Regions from separate parts of the Mus musculus genome. Here all the other regions are linked to region 2. A link is a contact called in public HiChIP or PLAC-seq data. All regions are on one chromosome and are shown on one strand. The core of a region is the stretch at or near the end of the contact, and the rest is flanking DNA. Distances in the headings are between cores, read along the strand shown.

Evidence for each region. HiChIP or PLAC-seq counts read pairs in DNA pulled down with a chosen protein or histone mark.
Region 1: a contact with region 2 is called in an HNF4G HiChIP or PLAC-seq map of pancreatic cancer cells. The contact joins two enhancer-like sites. A contact is called at or near these places in 1 of 484 Hi-C or Micro-C datasets (bone marrow-derived macrophages), 7 of 115 datasets of contacts at active chromatin or transcription factors (bone marrow-derived dendritic cells, embryonic stem cells, epiblast stem cells and 2 more) and 1 of 9 other capture datasets (adipose tissue).
Region 3: a contact with region 2 is called in a FOXA1 HiChIP or PLAC-seq map of pancreatic cancer cells. The contact joins two enhancer-like sites. A contact is called at or near these places in 3 of 484 Hi-C or Micro-C datasets (cerebellum, embryonic fibroblasts and embryonic stem cells) and 1 of 115 datasets of contacts at active chromatin or transcription factors (pancreatic cancer cells).
Region 4: an HNF4G HiChIP or PLAC-seq map of pancreatic cancer cells shows a contact between it and region 2. The contact joins two enhancer-like sites. A contact is called at or near these places in 18 of 484 Hi-C or Micro-C datasets (bone marrow-derived macrophages, cortical neurons, differentiating embryonic stem cells and 8 more), 6 of 115 datasets of contacts at active chromatin or transcription factors (bone marrow-derived macrophages, differentiating embryonic stem cells, embryonic midbrain and 3 more) and 1 of 9 other capture datasets (embryonic stem cells).

The regions. Positions count from the first base shown.
Region 1 is chr7:34,965,682-34,969,216 of GRCm38.p6, forward strand. All of the region lies in intron 7 of Pepd (peptidase D), which reads left to right. Among named protein-coding and RNA genes, the nearest start is that of Gm35534, 23 kb to the right of the region's middle. Within about 2 kb of position 1,995, at least 31 of the 459 cell types and tissues checked have an H3K27ac peak or open chromatin away from gene starts, as enhancers often do. A contact at or near this core is called in pancreatic cancer cells, where this site is marked.
Region 2 is chr7:35,161,831-35,165,247 of GRCm38.p6, forward strand. Gm38988 (a long non-coding RNA gene) reads right to left here. Exons shown (of 4, transcript XR_003946743.1): 4 at 1,507-1,726. Among named protein-coding and RNA genes, the nearest start is that of Gm35889, 5.3 kb to the left of the region's middle. Within about 2 kb of position 2,036, at least 25 of the 459 cell types and tissues checked have an H3K27ac peak or open chromatin away from gene starts, as enhancers often do. A contact at or near this core is called in muscle stem cells and pancreatic cancer cells, where this site is marked.
Region 3 is chr7:35,384,907-35,388,200 of GRCm38.p6, forward strand. It overlaps Rhpn2 (rhophilin, Rho GTPase binding protein 2), which reads left to right. Exons shown (of 15, transcript NM_027897.4): 14 at 421-576. Among named protein-coding and RNA genes, the nearest start is that of Faap24, 10 kb to the right of the region's middle. Within about 2 kb of position 1,910, at least 27 of the 459 cell types and tissues checked have an H3K27ac peak or open chromatin away from gene starts, as enhancers often do. A contact at or near this core is called in pancreatic cancer cells, where this site is marked.
Region 4 is chr7:34,931,484-34,934,646 of GRCm38.p6, forward strand. All of the region lies in intron 3 of Pepd (peptidase D), which reads left to right. Among named protein-coding and RNA genes, the nearest start is that of Gm25922, 11 kb to the right of the region's middle. Within about 2 kb of position 1,793, at least 19 of the 459 cell types and tissues checked have an H3K27ac peak or open chromatin away from gene starts, as enhancers often do. A contact at or near this core is called in muscle stem cells and pancreatic cancer cells, where this site is marked.

The sequences.
Region 1 (3,535 bases), core at 745-3,244, 200 kb before region 2:
CCAGCTCACTGTGGGTGGAGCCATCCCTGGGCTGGTGGTCCTGGATGCTATAAGAAAGCAGGTCGAGCAAGCCAAGAGGAGCAAGTTGCTAAGCAGCACTCCTTCATGGCCTGTGCAGCAGCTCCTGCCTCCAGGTTCCTAGCCTGAATTCTCTGAATGCTGGAGTTCAAGCAGTAAGATGAAATAAACCCTTTCCTCCCCAGGTTGCTTCTAGTCCCAGTGTTCTATCTCAGCAATAGGAACCCCAAGACTTTGTTCATGCAGAGAAGTTCCTAGCGCCTGTAACTTCAGATCCAGAGGGTCCATCACCATCATCACACTTCCACAGGCACCTGCAAACACATGATGCACGTACATATGCTCAGGCACATATATACACACACATAAATAAATCTGTATAGCATGTTAATGAGAAAGTTTTTTTTTTTTAAGTTAGAAAACAATTATAAACAGGAGTTTCCCCAGTTGTCCTTGACACATCCAGTGTGGTTCCCATGTTTTCCCTGGATGTAGAGACATTTACTTACAAATGATAGTTGTCAGCTTTCTGCCGCCATGACAAAATCCCTGAGACATCCAGAGTAGAGGAGGGATGGTCCCTCTACGAGGACAGTTCAGGTCCAGATGACAGCCCTGCCCTCTGAGAAGGGTAACTGCTGTGCTGTAAAGCGATCTAGCTTCTGGATTGTGTTGGAGCATTTCGTGTGCCCCTTCACATCCATGTCTCCTGTTGACTAGAACTCAGACCCACCAGCACTGTGTAGGACATGTGCCATTATTAGGATGCAAATAGTTCTGATTTGACCTACCCTGCCCATGACGCTAAATCCATCATGAGACTCCAGCTCCCCCTTACACAGGAAGGAAATGTGTGCCGTTGGGTACTTGGGAAGTCACTGCAGTTTCTGTGCCTCTGTTTAATCCAGAGTTTCATTTGCCTTTTTCTTCTCTTATGGATAGGACTTCACGCCTCATTTACCACATCATTGAGCATTCTTAAGTGTCTTGCGTGTCTGTGTGGAAATGAACCCATCCAATTCTCGTGGATGTTCTCAAAGCCACATACTTTGAACACTGATTTTTTTTTTTTTACAGTTTATTTCCTTGACTTGCTGACCGCCTTACCTTCTGCTGCTTTTAATTATACTTTCAGACCAATGCCACGCTCTAAAAATATCCCAGGGGCTGGAGAGATGGCTCAGTGGTCAAGGATGCATACTATTGCAGAGGAGCTGAGTTTCCAGCACCCACATGGTGGTTCACAACCACCTGTGACTCCAGCCAGGTGGATCTAACATCCGCTTCTGGTCTCCATCTGCAGTGACACCTACATGCACAAACCCACACACAGATGTTCTCATAATTTAATATAATAAAAATTAATCTTAAAGGCACCTCATATCCATTCATTATCTTTTCTGCTGGCCTATGCCTGGAACTATTTCTCTCATTCCTGAGCTTTTGAATGGTTAACCATGACCCTCTGCTGTTGGATTTGATCATTAATTTGGGTGTAGAGTTCTGGTTTTGTGTGAAGTGTAAGGAGAACGGAGTTCTTGAAGCACAATGGGTCATGCAGTGTTCGATACTGTTTTGGCTAAGTCTCAGTTTGCCTGACTACAAAATGGGAATGAAGTGCCTTTTCAGGCTCTGTTCCTAGGGAAACTATCTCTGAGATAAATGATCAGGAAGTGTACTGAAAAAGGCCTGTGGTGAAGAAGCAGGCCTGACTGGGCTGCAGACACATCCATACCTCAGCTGGTCCCACCAGCAACATCCCAAGTGATGCGAGGATCAGCGAGACTCCTGGAGAGGACTGGTTGGCTCCCACTTCTTTCATCTCTTGAGAAATGAGTGCCTTGGTGCCTGAGTGGGTGAGTTAGGGCAAAGCAGCCAATAGCTGTTGCCATTCCTGGAACCTACAGCAGAGAGACCGTGGCAAATGGTAATTGAAGAAGAAAGGAGGCTATGTTTATTTTCTGAGGTGTGTTCAGCTTTATGAGTGGGACTGGTGGAATGCAAACATTCCAGTGTTTGACAATGCAGTCATCCCCCATTTCCATGGGTTTAGTCAGCCACAATAGGGAAGACATTCCAGAACTTTCTAAAAATCAATGCTTGAATCCACCAAGCACTGAGCACCATGCTAAATCTACCTGAAGGAAGTGGACAGGAACTCTGTTGTCTAGCCTCTGCTATCCCTCGGGCCCTCAGTCCTGCCTCAGTGCTGGTTTCTGTATATCATCCACTCCACATATAGTCTGTGTGCTCTATAGCGGGTCCTGTGGTGGCTGTGCCAGTCACTTTGCATCTGTACCTCTCAAAGCCACTGAGGCGGTCAGGAGGAGGGTTTGTTCTGGTTCACAATTACATCCATAGGTGTTTGGCCCTATGATACTCCTGGTCAGAGTATCGTAGCTGCAGGAACATGTGTCAGAAGAGAGCTGTTCACTCCCTGGCTAATCAGGAAGCAGAGAGAGCTGACAGGAAGTGGAGGCATATTTTAAGGTTCCATCCCAGTGACTTCCATTTAGTCCCTACTTAAAATTCCAGAATCTCCCCAAACCGTACCCCCATCTGGGGAGCAAGTAATCAAAACATGAGCCCCCAAGGACTTCCGCAGAATTAAACCACAATGTAGTATACATGCAGAGCCCCATTTTCTTGTCATTTCTTCTTGAACAACACAGTAATCCTCACACCGCATTCCCTTTGTGTTGGGTATGGTAAGTCATCTAGAAAGGATTCTAAGTACAGGAGTGTGTGTGCAGTTTGTGGATTTGGGTGTAGTGGGGGATGGGGGGGGTCCCAGAAGCAATCAATCACTTGTGCTACTGAGGGTTGGGAGTTCTATTTCGATGCAGATTAAGGCTGCTCATCTAAGGCTTCAAGGCAAGCAGTGTAGGTCAGCTAACAGCTCCAAGCTTTACTCTCTCCTCATGGGCCAGACACAGCTCTCCCAGGTGCCTGGCACTGCTCCCTTTAAAGTGCCAGGACTTTGCTGGGCACACACATTGTAGAGAGTCAAGGCCAAAGGCCTGAGTCAAGTGGTACACTTGGGCTGTTCCAAGGGCTAGAACTCGGGAGGATACAAGAAGTACTGTCCTTAGGGTTTCTATTGCTGTGAAGTGACACCATAAGCAGGACAGCCCTTATAAAGGACTACATTTAATTGGGCTGGCTTACATTGTCAGAGGTTAAGTCCGTTGTGGCAGGGAGCATGGCAGTGTGCTGCAGTCTCTTAATCTGAAGGCAGCAGGCAGAGACAGTGAGCCACTAGGCCTGGGCTTGAGCTTCTGAGAGCTAAAAGCCCACCTCCTAGTTATGCACTTCCTCTAACAAGACCACACCTATTCCAACAAGGCCACAATCCTAGAAGTGCCACTCCTTATAGACCTATGGGGGCCATTTTCATTCAAACCACTACAGGTAACATCAGCCAATGGGGCAGATTCCTGGATGCCAGCAGTACACCTTAAGGCCCAACCCATCTGCCATGTAGATCCAATTCTGCTCTGTGACTCAGGAAACTGGG
Region 2 (3,417 bases), core at 786-3,285:
AGCAATGGGTACCGGGCTAGATAACAGTGATAATAAGATCCAATCCAATGTAGTTGCATCTTGACTTACGATGGCATTGCATCCTGTAGCTCACTATGTAGACCAGGCTGGCCTCAAGCTCACAGATCCATTTGCCTCTGCCTCCTGAGTGTGAGGTTTAGAGGTGTGACCTCTATGCCCAGCCTGGTGAACCTGTTATAAGTTGAAAAATATCTGCCCTGGGTCTTCCAAACATTTCTGTGTCAGAAACCTAATACCTGTGTGAATGGTATTTGAGGTTGAGACTTTGGAATGTTATTGGGGTTACATGAGAACAATTCCCCACGATAGGAAGAAAGACCAGAGGCGGCAGACTTGCTTTGTCCTAGCGTGTGATATCCTCCGCCATGTTATGGTGGACCAAGAAAGCCCTCATCACATGCTAATCAGAGGTTGACCCTGTACTCTGTATTCCCAAGACTCCAAAACTGGATGCCAAACTAAAATGTTTGCTTGGTAGCTTTGATGATAGGGTCCCCCTGGGCTCCCCAGGCTGGCCTCTTGCTTCAGCCCCTCACACAGCTGAAATCGCAGGAGTATAGTACTGCACCCAGCTTAAACTCTGTAAAGTCTTTAAGTTCTAAAGGACCCAATCTCGGGTCTTTTTTTGACATAGTGGTACAAACTAGACAGAGTGAAGAATTCCCCGAGTACATCTGCAGTGCCAGGCATCAGAGCATGAGAACCCAGAACGGTGGAGAACATCAATTCTCTCTTTGTGATCCCGGGGCTGCCCAGGAGCTCTGATTTGCTGCAGCTGTCCACTGCCCATCATCACAAATGCCACATGCCTGAGACAAGAGCCACATCGAAAATGTGAAGTTTGACTTCTATTGAATGCATTTCCCTTTCTCAACACCATAAAGAAAAACAACAACAAAAGTGCATCAAGTTGTCAATTTGGGACTGCATATACTTGCTGAGCTCCTGAGGTTAACCGGGGTCCTTCTGGCCCACTTTGCATAGAAACTCCCAGGAGAGGCTTCCAACCCTGCTGGCAATGGGAAAGCTGCACCCTCACCAGTCTGTGATAGCTTTACTCAGGGTTACTGTTGCTGTGCTGAAGCACCATGACCAAAGCAGCTTGGGGAGGAAGGGGTTTATTTGGCCCATACTTCCACACCACTGTTCATCACCAAAGGAAGGCAAGACAAGAATGCAAAAAGGGAAGGGACCTGGAGGCAGGAGCTGATGCAGAAGCCATGGAGGGGTGCTGCTTACTGGCTTACTCAACAATAGGTTGCTCAGCCTGCTTTCTTTCTAGACCCCCAGGACCACCAGCCCAGAGATGGCACCACCTACAATGGGCTGGGCCCTCCCCTATCAGTCACTAATTAAGAATGTGCCCAGCAGGCTTGCCCACAGCTAGGTCTTCTGCAGGCATTTTCTCAATTGAGGTTCCCTCCCCTTTGATGACTCCAGCTTGTGTCTAATTGACATCAAACTAGCCATTCCAGTGATGGAAGCACCCCAGGGCATCCACAGGACCCAGGCTCAAAGCCTGCTGTATGGAGGGGAAAAAGAGCTAGCACCTGGCTCTGTGAAGGTCTTGATATGGGACAGAGGGAAGATGTCCTGCTGGGTTGGGATCCAGCAGAAGGTACATTCAGAGGTTGTCAGTATATAGAAGTCCTCAAAGGTTCCAGATGTCAGCTTTTCCTGAATGGACTGGGAACCCAGAAAGTCCCTGAGAAAAGAAACTCAGGGTGAATCTTTCTGTCTCACCTCTGCATGAGAAAGCAAGGGGCTGGCAGAGAGACAGAGTGGTCTAGTTCACAGGCTGGCTGTCCATGGACCAACGGGCAGCAGAGCTATCACAGGCTGGGAGCCTGGCCGGTCCCCAGCATGCAGCTTGAGTGTGGGCCTTTGGGTCAGCCCCAAGGACTCCAGCTGTGACGGCCTGTGGCATTTCCCAGAGATTCAGTCTAGGGTTCCTGACAGAGGGTGACTAAGGCCCTATTTAGGAGCAGCCGCCCCCACACCCGGAAAGAATGGCAGGCGGACACTTGAATAGCACTGGGGCCACTTCCTAGTTTCATCTTGTCCTTGCTGGGAGCATGACTCCTGCCCAAGTCGGCTGGCTCACCAGCCTCTGAGGGGTCAGAGCTGGAGATGGAGGTTAGAATTTGCAGGGTCCCGGCAGAGCCAATTTAGGCAGGATGTCTAAGACAGACATTGCATGGAAGTCTCCAGAGAGAAGGTATCTGTTATGCTGTCCTTTCTAATGGATCTCTAGGTTATGACTCCAGTGGCTTCTACCTCGGCTACCACTGATGTTTTTCAGGCAGGGAAGCCTAGTGAGCAGTGGCCAGAGCCCCACTCTATAGCCCAAGCTAGCTTCTAATTTGAAAGCTCCCTCCCAGCACTCCCCTAGCCGTGCATCACCACCACACCTGGCTGCGCCTCACCCTTTGCATCCTGCTGCTGCAGAGCTGGCCCGCCCTGAGCAAGGCGTGGGCTGCTCGGAATCCCACTGCCCAGTGCCTCTGACCTCTTGGGAAAGCCCTCAGGCCAATGAAAAGCCAGCTGTTCTCAGGAGCCCACATAAAAACCTCACCTGCTTTCCCTGACCCACCCTTTCCAACTAATTCCCAAATGGCCACCAGTTGGTTTGGTTCACATTTTAGTGGAGCCTGGGGCTCTTTGGATTAGCAGGGTCTAGCTCCAGGGTGGAATGCCAAACATTGAGTCAGAAGCCCCGAAGGCCTTGATCTCTAAGATGGCCCTTTTGCCCCTGTCAGCTCACTGTTCAAAAATCCAAAGTCTGGGGCAGGCCTTCCTGTGGCCTGAGGCAGAAGGTGTTTCTTTGCTCAGACCATAGTTGTCTCCTGTAGGAAAGGCCATTTGTTATAGGCACAGGTATAGGGACCCCGACTCCCATCTGAAGTTCTGTGTGCCAAGCCAAGGGATAGCAGGGAGGGAGTCCTATCAGACAACCAAGAAGAACTAAGTGGGGTTCTATGTATACTCAGACTCCAGGGTATAGGGAGGGACACCTGGCTCTCCCGAGGCACTTGAGGCTGTCCCCTAGCCCAAAGCTTCCAGCTCTCTACCGGGAGCTGCACCCTGACCCCTGCCTGCTGGCTCTGGTCTCGCAAGTTCTCCACCACCCCTTCCATTTCTTCCTCAGTCCTGGCCCTCTGAAGCGCCAGTGTGGCCAAGTGGAAGTTTGAGAAGGTCTGGGAATTAGAAGGGGCCATGTGGCTCCAGGGCTTCTGTCAGTCTGCTCTACTGACTCTGCGGTCTGTGTGCAACAGGATGGGGGCAGGGTGAGCCAGGGCACACTGCGTGTCTGTAGGTGAGGTCAGAGTGACATCTGTCTGTGCATTATTTGATGTCTGTGGGGTGTATGGGGGTGGTGTGTATATGTTCTGTGCA
Region 3 (3,294 bases), core at 660-3,159, 220 kb after region 2:
CCACCCCTCAGGTGAATTTTTTTTTTAAAGATTTATTTATTATATGTAAGTACACTGTAGCTATCTTCAGATACTCCAGAAGAGGGCGTCAGATCTTGTTACAGATGGTTGTGAGCCACCATGTGGTTGCTGGGATTTGAACTCTGGACCTTCGGAAGAGCAGTCGGGTGCTCTTACCCACTGAGCCATCTCACCAGCCCTCAGATGAATTTTTATTTCTTGTAGTAAACTTTATGTAAGGCTCAGTGCTGGAGCACTTAATTAGCATATGGATGCACCTCCAAGAAAACCCCCCAGAAACAGCAAAAACAAAAATCAAAAGACAGACTTACACCAGTGCCTGCTTGCACCATAAGTCTGGAGACACATTTCAGAATGTAATGACTAATCTCTGACATTTATTCCAACATTTCTTTTTAGCTTGCAGGGGCCAAGGAAGGAGATTACATTGTTTCCATTCAAGGCGTGGATTGCAAGTGGCTGACAGTGAGTGAGGTTATGAAGTTGCTGAAGAGCTTTGGGGGAGAAGAGGTTGAGATGAAGGTCGTGAGCCTCCTGGACTCCACATCGTCCATGGTGAGCGCAAGCACCTGGTGGCGAATAACGAGTGGGGGAGGTTATTGGATGGCCCTTGGGGTTGTCGGCACCCTTGTCTCCCACTTGTACAGTATGGCAGGGGCATCTGAAGCCATCCCATGGTCTCTTCTGCTCAGTATCCTGGGAGGCGCTTATCCTGGGTCAAAGAGATGACCTGAAAACTCATATTTTTTAATCTCAGACTAACTAGCCCACTGGTTTTTCTGATGAAATTCTGTGTAATCACAGGGTAAAGAAAGGGTTCAGGTAAAGCTGAGCATATTCTGTACCTGGAATTCTATCACCCGGGATGGTGAGGACCACAGCAGCCTGGGATACGCTGTGAGACCCTGTGCCAGACTGATGGGGGTGGGGGGAAGGGACGACAGACAGACAGACAGACAGACAGACAGACAGATGGTTGGTTTATACAGAAGGGCTGAGGGGCCGTGACAGTCATTTCCAGTGAGATCTGGGGAAGTGTTTGGTGCTTCTGTAAGTTCATGTGTGAAGTTAGAGCCTTTGAGTGTTTGCCCAGGGAAAGGAGGTGACATCAAAATGTCAATTCTCTTCTGCACTTGGCCCCACTTAATAACGTGCCTTAGACCGTTCACACCGTAACAACTTTCTTTCACAATACTCTGAGCCTTAGCTTGTGTTCTATGGTCGTCAGCTTTTCATTACTATAACAAGAGACCTGAGGCAAACAGCTTATGAAACAAAGGGGTTTATTTAGCTCACAATGTAGGAGGCTGAAAATCCAGATCTAGTAGCCCCATTGCTCTGGCTATGTGGTAAGGTAGATGGCATCATGGTAGGAGAGACCATGGGGTAGAGCAGGAAGCCGAAGCTTCCAGGGGCCCAGGGTTTCTCCCCAGACTTGCACAAAAAGCAAAGCATAGGTGTGGTTTTGAAAAGAAGGCCAGTGCTCTCCAGTGTCCAGCAGCGGGTACAAGGCTGACAGAGCTTGAACTTGGGTGTGAGTGGCAAGAAGGAAGAAGTGTGCTGGGGGAGGGAGGGCTCAGCAGCTATGATCTCTTGCTGTTCTTGCAGAAGACCCAGGTTCAGTCTCAAGCACCCACGCCGCAGCTCAGCGCTCTATCTGGCGCCCTCTTCTGGCCTCCTTGGACCTTGCAGACATTCATGCACATAAAATAACAATAACTGCTTAAAAGAAAGAAAGAAAATAAGGGTGTGCTGAGGTTGGCACCAGCAGGAGCACAGACTGTGCCAGAGGGACAGAGGAAGCCCTTTAAGCAGTCATGCCATGACCAGAGTGGATTACAGGAAGTGGGGTGGGGCTTGTTGACAGGGGTGGAGATTGGAAGCCAGTCAATCTTCACAGAGGGTGCTGACATAGTCCAGTGTTTGTTTTAGAAGGATATCTGCTGCCTGGATAGGGATAGCTGGCCAAGCGGTATAGACTGCCCGCATGTGCTCACATGAGTGTGAGAGAGTGTGTGTGTGTGAGAGTGTGTGTGTGTGTGTGTGTGAGATCATATGCAGCATTTAAGAGCTGTATTAGTTAAGTTCATGTCCTTGTGACTGAAGTAAGGACACAGAAGTAAACAACTCAAGAGAGGAGAGGTTTGTCATGGCTCATGGCTCCAGGGGACAACACTGTTCATCATGATGGGGAAGGCGTGGCAGCCAGAACTGGCTTGTTTGTCCCCCACGTCTTGGTAGATCCGCAGGCAGATATGACCTTCAAGGCTCACCTGGGAACATCAGTTTCTGCCTGCTAGGCAACAGTAACAAAGTTTCCATAGCCTCCCAAAGTGAGGGCAGCCTTGAAAGAGCCAAAAATAAAGAAAGACAAGAAGACGAGGAAGGTTACACTCACAGAACACTAGGAAACCACGGAGAACGCTGTGGGCTGCGAACACATACCCAAAATCCATGGTGTTCCCGGACAGGCAAACAAGTGACGGCCAGGAACAGACGTTTGTCTGAGAAGAGGTTAAGCAGACTGCTGTGCGTGGTCTTGAACGCTGTCAGGAGTCTGCACTCCAGAGCTTGCTGTGCCCCCATGACTGATTAAAAGGTTTATTTCTCACTCCTGCTGCCCTGCTTTTGAGCCAGGCCAACAGGGCATGGTTTTAAAAGTTGCTCAGCACACAGTCTGGCTGGATTTGAATTCTGGCCTTAACCAATCTTGGACCTTGGGTGAGTTCAAGAATAGCTCTGAAGCTCAAGATAGTGGGGAGATAGGAACTGTATCCTAGGGTCTTAGTGGGCCATGATGAGTTGGTGTAGGGAAAGCCCATACAACAGGACACAGAGCCATTTGTTTATGTAATAGGTGTGATAATGACACCGATGATTTTTCTAATATTTATTTATGTACTTTTTACATATAGGAGTGCTCAGTCTGCACGCACACCTACATGCCAGATGGTACAGATGGTGTCAGATCCTTTATAGATGGTTGGGAGCCACCATGTGGTTGCTGGGAATTGAACTCAGGACCTCCGGAAGAGGAGCCATTCTTAACACTGAGCCATCTCACTAGCTCTATACCCAGGATTGTTATGATCATTCTTTGTAGCCAATGAAGACTTCAGATAATGACACTTGGCCACTGTTTGCTTTTAAAAGGTTTCTGATTATTAATTCTAACTACAGGTAGGTGTGTGTCTGACTGTGGGTATGTATGCATGCGTGAGCGAGTGCAGGTGCTAGGTGCCAGAAGTGGCAGGTCTGTTGCAGCTGGAGTTA
Region 4 (3,163 bases), core at 543-3,042, 230 kb before region 2:
TAGTGGAATAAAAGGCAGCGGCATTGTTTGGAGCTGAAGGCAGGCGCCCGGCGCTGGAAACGGATGATGGTTGCTGTCATTTGGCCTTTTTACTTATTCATTAACCACACGCAGGTGGTCAGCTAGCCACTAAGACCTGCCCTTTAAAATTCCATTTTCTGGAGGGTTCCATCATGTCTGCATCATGTGGCATTAATTTAATGGCTCCTTCTCACCTGAGGACTCAATGGGGCTTTGGGGCCCATGGTGCTGTGACCAAGCATCACCTGCTGTGACTCTGGGCTTGTGCTTGGGGCCAGCTGCTGGCAGAGCACAAATCCCCTATAGAGGATGGGTATCCTGTTAAGGGAGGCAACTTCTCCCTGCTGCCAGAAGTGCACTGTGTACTGGGATGCGTATCCGAGTGAGCTCAGCTCCTCTCCTGATTTGTCCCTTAAGTCTGGTTCTTTTCATTGGGATGTCCCGTGGGACGGGGCCAGGCATGAGCTGTGCCTGCTCCTCACCACATGTCAGCTAGGTGTAGATCCTCTAAGAAGCCACTTTGTGCCCTGTCCACACCCCCTCAGTGCATTCAGAGATTCCCAGTGACCCTTCCCACCAGTAGACATGTCACCCCCTTTCCCATCAGCTCCACCAAGTTGTGGCTGCCAAGTGTTCCATGGCTGGTTTGATCATGCAGCCTGGCACATATGTCCCTCCAGGTAATATCTAAATGATTTTTACTGTAGTTAACTCACAAACATGAAAAAGCAAGTACTGCTCAAACATAATTATCTCTGTCCTAAGAATGTAATGTGCAGAGTACCAGACAAAATGACCATAGCTCTTCGTATTTTATATGTTGGTGGTTATTCCTGGCAAGACAATGCATGGGAGGTAAATTAAGACCCAGTTTGCACTCAGCCTAGACTGTGGCATCTGCCTCTGTAAGGAGAGCAAGTACAAGGGGTACTGGGGGGGGGCAGTACTTGTGCTCACTTCTTCCTGTTGGGCTTCTTCTGGGGTCCAGCCTCTCTTTGCTCCACCTTGCCATCCATAGACAGTTTGAATGACAGTTGTCCCCCATAAGGTCATATATTAAATGCTTGGTTTTCCTACCAGATGGTGCTTTAGGAAAGAAGATTTTGGAGGAGATAGGTCACTGGGATGTGTCCTCGGAGTGCCATCTTGTCTCAGGGCCCTCCGTCTCTGCTGGCAGCTGTCCATCCACTGCAAATGGAACAGCCTTTGCTGTGCATGCCCTCCACCGTACTGCCCTGCCTCCGCATTCACTGAGGAGTAGTGGAGCCAAGCAGCCCCACACTGAGCCTCTGGAACCAAGAGCCCAAGAAATAAATAGCTCCTTTCTTAGATTGCTCAGCAAGGCATTTCAAGGCATTGCTCAGTGATGTCCAAGTACGTTGTGTAAGCACCATGTGGGAGTTTGAGGTGAGCACGCAGGAGGGACACCCAGTGTTCACAGCTTACTGCCATCACCTCCTTTGCTGCCACTTCCCCTGGCTCCATGGGATCAAGCTCTCAACCTGGGGCTTACCGCTTCGAGACCTCACCAGGCTTCCGGTCTGGCAAATCTCTGATGGACTCTTAACTTGTGAGACTCCAGAAGAGAAGGACAGGGAGATATTTGCTATGCCTTCCTTCTTAAGAGGCTCCTGGTGCTCTATAGTGGTGGATATGAAAAGGTTAGGGCCCCCACTTCAGTGGCTGGCCTGACCTCCTGTGCAGAGCCCTGGAGGCTGAGTCAGATCTTTGTGCTTCCCAATCGGTAGGAGTTTGCTTTTCATGCCTGTCAGTCCTGGTGTTGACAAAGTGACTGGGGCCAGAGGTAGGGCGGGGCTGTACTGGCACAGCTGGCACAGCTGGAGAGGGAGTGATGAAGATAATCTAGCAGCTGTCTTGCTGGTGGCCCTACCCCTTGCTTTCCCAGTCTGCACCTGGGACTCCCACAACCCAGTTGAAGTGACACCTCCTGCCTCAGCTCTTGAGGCCTTTTGCTAAGAGGTGTCAGATCGTGGCCAGTTAACTTTTGAGCCCTGTCTCATGGCAGAAGCTAATGTGACTGAATTGTGCAAATTTAATTAACGGCAAGAGCTTGATGCCCAGTGAGTTTTTCAGAGGTCGAAGGAGAGGAAAAAGGAAAGAAAAGAAGAGGGCATTCTATGAGACCACAGTGAGATCAGAGCTTCTCAGCCTGAAGTGGGCTTTCTACCTGGGCTGTGACACACACACACACACACACACACACACACACACACACACACACACACATTGCTGGGTCCACTACCCTCCCCATCCCCTGGTCCTTATAGTCTGAACCTCTGATAACAAGTTTTACTTGTTTAGGTGGAAAGAGATTGATATATGGACTCCTAGTTCCCAAGCAGTGCTGTGCTGTGGCACATAGGTCGTGGAGCTCTGAGGGCCTCCTGGTTTCATCCCCAGATGAACTCCCAGGAATACTGCCTGCCATCCACACATCCCTTACGTCCCTGGTAAATGTAGAGACCATCTGTTGTGCTGTACTGAGACCTGTTGGATGGGGCACATGCTGTGAGACAACAGTAGGACGGGAAGGGGTGGGTATGCAACCAGGTTTGCAGTAGTGCAGGTGGCATATATGCACTTCACTGGATGTGGCACTTGGCTGGTGACATCACCCCCCTCCATGTAGTGACTGTTCTTCCATGTGGGAGCCCACTGCCCCCAACAGCATTGATTCATCTGGGTGGCACTGCAGCCTGCTGAATCCAGGGAAAGCATAGAGTTGGGTGAGGGCTGTCTCACCTCATCTACTCCTGCTTTCTCCTTGGCTAATTGTTTTAAAGTTTGAGGACTCAGCTTAAATTCTTCTTGACTTCTTTAAAGCATCCGCGTATTAACCTTCCTTTAAAGAGGTGCAGCTGGGAAGTCACATATTCCATGGCCCCGAAGGCGATGTGGAGGGGAAGAGTGGAAGCTGGGACTTCTGCAGGCAGCCAGGGACACGGTGGACTGAATCAGAGGTCCCAGGGCGGCAGAGACGGTTCAGCGGCAGGACACCCTTTACCATCAACTGCTGGGTATACCTGCTTGGTGCTGGGTCCTCACACTGTGGCAGGGATGAACCAGAGCTTCATGGCCTGGATTTGGTAGACGGGAGGTGACCAGGCTTGGGCATTGCCAG